Regions from separate parts of the Rattus norvegicus genome. Here region 2 is linked to region 1. Evidence: chromatin contacts called from public Hi-C data. All regions are on one chromosome and are shown on one strand. The core of a region is the stretch at or near the end of the contact, and the rest is flanking DNA. Distances in the headings are between cores, read along the strand shown.

The links. Hi-C and Micro-C count contacts between places; a contact is called where the count stands out from the background.
Region 2: a contact with region 1 is called in a Hi-C map of mammary epithelial cells, with 1.7 times the contacts expected there. The contact joins the promoter of Arhgap29 here to the promoter of Abcd3 in region 1. A contact is called at or near these places in 2 of 12 Hi-C or Micro-C datasets (liver and mammary epithelial cells).

Annotation. Positions count from the first base shown.
Region 1 is chr2:212,589,042-212,591,661 of GRCr8, forward strand. Abcd3 (ATP binding cassette subfamily D member 3) reads right to left here and starts at 1,338. Exons shown (of 23, transcript NM_012804.2): 1 at 1,167-1,338. The coding sequence starts at 1,276. LOC108350099 (a long non-coding RNA gene) reads left to right here and starts at 1,462. Exons shown (of 2, transcript XR_001836889.3): 1 at 1,462-1,709.
Region 2 is chr2:212,754,570-212,757,189 of GRCr8, forward strand. It overlaps Arhgap29 (Rho GTPase activating protein 29), which reads left to right and starts at 1,316. Exons shown (of 24, transcript NM_001009405.1): 1 at 1,316-1,405.

The sequences.
Region 1 (2,620 bases), core at 88-2,587:
AAAGACTGTAACTCAAGACAAAGCATCTAACACGTTCTATCAGCATATTCCAAATAACTGATAACTTCTAATCCCAAAGGAGAGTTCAGAAAGGATACAATCTAACAGAAAAATATTTAGACTTAATCAGCCCCACCCAGAACTCTTTGAAAAAAAAAAAAGGTTAGTGTGTGAAGGTGACGCATATTACTATTTTGTAAAGCTGATTTAGGAAGAAAGGGGCCAATGTTGCAGTCAATAGGCAAGTCAAAATAGACAGGACAGAAAATACTTCGTGAAAGGGTACTTGGAGCTCTCTGCTAGTATTTTAGGCCAAATTCTAATAAGGTAGATCAAGCAAATCAAAGGCAGGAGACAATAGTACCTGCCCAGAGGGTTGATGAAATAAAAAGCATAGAAGAATTATTCTAAGATTGAATATTAAATATCCAAAGACTTAGCAAGAATGCTTAGTTAGGAAGTAACCTTTTCTCTTTCGCTCGCTGCAATCAAATGTGCGACAAGAAATAAAATTGTGCCTGTAATCCCAACACCAGAACTCAATTCTCTCCTTTCCCAATCTCCCAGGAGTTCAAAGTAAACTTTGACTTTCTCTCCAGGCAGGTAGCTGTACGCTGTAATTAACAAGTGATCTTCACCTAAAACACACTTTCACCTTTCACCTATAAAGCAGATGGAGGAAACTTTGTCCTGCACACACCACCCAGCCAATTCAACCTTTCCAAATGAGCTGTCAGGGCATCCACTGACCAATTCCGGAAAAGGGCACCGCTTTAGAAAAAATCGTGCCCACTGGATCCAGAAAACCCCCAAGAACGCCCCTGGCCACTATCCACCGCCACTACTCCGGAGTCGAGCAGGCGTAAAATGTCCATCCCGAACGAAACCTTAGCGTTCTGTGGCGATGAGATGGCAAAACCAGAATGCACCCATAAAGTTGACATGCAGGGGGAAGTGGTGAGGGGGCGCAGGGACGCGGCGCGCCCTCCTCCCTCCCGCAGTCTGGGGATAGCGCAGTGGCCGCCAGGCCGAGGGCCGCGGGGCTCGGGGACCGCTGGCTGGGTTCTGCGGGCACCCGCGCAGCTCCGGACCTGGAGAGAAGGGCAAGGCGCGCTCCCGGAGCAGCCGGCTCGGGCCCGGGAAAGCGGCGCGGCCGCGAGCCTCACCCGTGCAGGCCGAGGGCGCGACGCCGCTTGTGGAGCAGGCAGAACAGCAGGAACGCGGCCCCCGCCAGCGAGGAGTTCCGCGCCGTCAAGTACTTGCTGAAGGCCGCCATGGCACCGGCAGGGCGAGCGAGCCGCGGTATAGGGGACGCGCCGGCGACAACCTCAGTGCAGGAACCGCGGGGGAAACTGGGAGGATAGCTCGGCGCCGAGAGAGGGCGGGGCCGGCCGCGCGGGAACGCCCCCTGGCGCGCGCCGCCGCGCCGAGCCCACCCTGGACTTTGGCTTCCCGGACGCGCGCGCGGGCGCGGGGCGATCGAAAGGTCCTTCCCTAGAGGGACGCTCTGCGCACGCGCGGACCCCCACTGACTCGCCGGAAACGCGGCGGGCCAGCGGTGCTGGTCCTAGGCGCGGATCCGAGCTACCCCCGCTTCGGCCTTGGGAGCTCTGCTTGCACAAACCCTAGCTTTCACAAGAACTGGAAGAGCGGGCCAGGCCTGCGCCGCGGACTTAGTGGGCCCTGCCCCTCTGCCATCCCCTGGATGGGTCGGTACCACCCTCTTAAAGAAGCCGAGGGAGGAGGGGAACGGCTCCATCACAGAGCACTAGTATGGTCTACATTTACAACTTAAAGAGTGAAGGGAGACCAGGAAGAGAAAGACTACAATCAGATATCTTATTTCAAGTTGCCTTAGATTTTGGTATCTAGGACTTCTGTAAAATCGGTTGGGGACGATGGATCCACCGCTGTATTAATTTTTTAATAAGAATAATGTAGGGGTTGGGGATTTAGCTCAGCGGTAGAGCGCTTGCCTAGCAAGTGCAAGGCCCTGGGTTCAGTCCCCAGCTCCGAAAAAAAGAAAAAAAAAAAAAAGAATAATGTAGTGGGAAAAAGCTCAGAATGCGTGACAAAAAGGAGTTTTAAGAAAAATTATTCTTTTTGTAGATATGTACAGGGATGGCGATAAAAAATGTATTTCTTTATGTTAGGTCTAGTCAAAGAAAGTTTGAGAAACGCTGTTCTTTGCAAAGGGACATTCAGAAATAACAATTGTGCGTTGTATTAATGCTGGCCTTACTCCCAGAAGCAGACGGGCTTTACAGATTACAGCATTCTTCTCCTGTCCCACCCCTATCATGCAGAAATTGTTATCCCTAGCATTTAGTCCAGTGCATGCACAATAACTTTTTTTTTTTTTTTTTTTTGGTTCTTTTTTTTCGGAGCTGGGGACTGAACCCAGGGCCTTGCGCTTCCTAGGCAAGGGCTCTACCACTGAGCTAAATCCCCAACCCCCACAATAACTTAATGAATGGCTGTTTTCAGTTTAAGAAACTGTAGAGAAGCAAGTGTCTGAAAGGAAGCTTATAAAACCTTACACAATACATAAATGTTGCCTGCCCATAAAAGTAACCAATGAAACAGTGGTGCCCTAGGTGTTTTCTCTGTGTGATTGGTT
Region 2 (2,620 bases), core at 66-2,565, 170 kb after region 1:
TCTGTGTTTTTATAGAAACTGAGGTCACAAGATTCTTGGTTTCTTGGGAATTTTCTCAAGAGCATTCAATTTGCCTCACATGACTCCATTCTTGGAGACTGTGATCCCACAGATGGGAATTAGAATCACCTGAATGATGAACCTCTGAGTGTACCTGTGGGATGTTATCTTAATTATGCTGACCAAAGTGGGGTAGCCTGCCCACTGTGGGTGGTACTATTCCCTGGGCAAGGGATCATGAACTGTAGAAGAGTGGAGAAAGTGAGTTGAGGATTCATATCCATTCTTTGTTCTCTTCTTTTGGCTGTGAATGTAAATGACAAACTGCTTCAAGCACCTGTTGCTTTGATTTTTCTGAAGTGTGAGCTAAAGAAAACCTTTCCTTACATTGCTTTGATCAGGGTATTTTATCACAGCAACAGGAAAAGTAGGTAAGATGCATTTTGTAAGTTTACCTATTTGTCGATTAATATCCAGGGAGAATTATGTCTCTGCATCAACAAGAGGGAAAACATTTCTTGATATTTAAGTGTAAGTTAGACGCGCAACACTCTATACATTTCCCTCCCCATATTTGATATATAACACAACATCTAGCAACATTCTTTTTTTGTTGCGTATCCCCATCAACCACGTTAATAGTCCTATTTTCTAGAGCATTTGATGATAAGAAATGTGTTGTATGATTAGAGGGATGTGTAGTTAACATTTATCTAACACATCTATGTAGCCAGATACTGTGCATAATAGCTGATGTAATTAAGTAATTTAGTTTTCAGAAAATGACAGCTGAAGAAAGAAGGGTAGGGAAGTTTCAAAATGAGTCATAAATTTGGTTTTGAAACGAGAAAGGATGGAGGAGCAAGAAAGTCAACTAAACTGAGTTCAAGACTAAAATTCTGACAGGAAAGTATTCATAGTGCACTCCTGAAAAAATTGGCCAAGTTAAACCAGGACAGAGGAGTGGTTCTCATTTGGAGTTAAGAAAGAGTGACTTTTCCCTTGGTGGGTCCGATTGCCAACCAGTACACTGGGACTTTGGGACCTCGGTCAGGTCAAGGCCCCTCTCCGAGGAATTGAGCACGTCTTGCCCCACCCGCACCTGTTATGGCCCCGCCCCCTCAGCGGTGACCCCCGCCCCCTAGGGCGCGGACCAATGGGAGGGCTTCAGGGGCGGGCCGAGGAGGGCGTGAGGCGTGAGGCGTGGGGTGCGAGGCGGGGGCGGGGCGTCGCGTCCGCGGCTGGCGCGGTCGTGGCGGTAGCTGCAGGGGTGGCGACGGCGGCGGCGGCTCCTCGACCCAAGTCCTCAGGCCAGCCGTGGGGGATGGGGACAGCGAGCTCCAGCCCGCTGAGGGGGCGGTGGCCGTGAGTGATAGGCGTCCGGGTCGCGGGATGGAGCCCCACGGTGAGAGAGGGGAGGCGGCGCGGTCTCCCGCCGTGCCTCGGGGCTGGCAGGAGCTTTGGGGTCGGGGGGTCCGGGAGTCGCAGGGCGGAGGCGGCTGCGGGCAGGGCCGGGTGCTCTGGGCTTGAAATTCCCTCCACCAGTGAGAGTCAGGAGGGGACGAAGGGCTCTGAAGAGCGGGAAGGGACGTTGCGGACCCCGGTGCTCGTGCGCGGATCGGTGTGCCCGTGCGGGGATCGGCGTGCCCGTGCGGGGATCGGCGTCGGCGGTCGGGCAGCGGCTCGCCGAACTGACCGTCCTTATCCAAGGTCTCGTCAGCGGGCGTTCAGCAGCCCCGGGCCCTTTCCCAGCCACCTCTGGTGCCTGCCTGAGGCACTAGGACTGCGAGAGCTTCCCCATTGCTTTTCTTCACGTCTGTGTTTCCTGCGGGGACTGGGTTAGGAAGTTTGGTGGCGTTCTCACAAACTCCACTGTGACAGATGCAGGAGGCTGAGGGACCGTGAGGAACTCTTCCGGCCCTGTCCTCACTTTTCCTTCTGGCATTTCTGTCCTGGAGCCCGCTGTTTGTCAGACAACCCCCTACCCCGCTTCCCTCTGATGCCCTGCCCCCTTCCCAGGCGTTTCTGTCACTTTCCTCCTTGCATTCCTTGGGCTCTGGTCACCCTTATTCCAGCTGTGGCCCTAGGGTAAACCGTGCGCCTTGCAGACTAGGAATTGATAAACTGAGAGATTACAGTTACCACCAGGGGAGCCTGCCCCTGAAAGTTTTATTGCTGAGAATGTCCCAGGACTTAGTCTTTGATGGAAACCCGGTGCCCTGGAGGAACTTGTTTCCACAAAACCGAGTCGTGCAAGGCTCCTGGTCTTGGAGCCTTTTTGACAAGAGTTTATCTCTCTTTAAAAACAAAAACAAAACCCACTATCCGTCTGTGGGGATCAAGGATTGGGTTTCACACAGTGTTCTTTTGGGTCTTTAACATGTTCTGACAGTGTGTCTTAAGGGGAAGGGAAATGTTAAGTATTTTTCAAAAGTTCAAAGACCACAGTGGAGCAGGATTTGTTTACCTGCTTCTTTTTTTCATTTGGGAATTCATGTTACCATCTTACTGAATTTGGGCAAAGGGTTACCTCTCTATGAAAAAGATTTCAGATTTAGATATGAAGGAATAGTTAAAAGGAATAAATAAGGCCCAACACGAGATTTAGGTCATTTTCTTT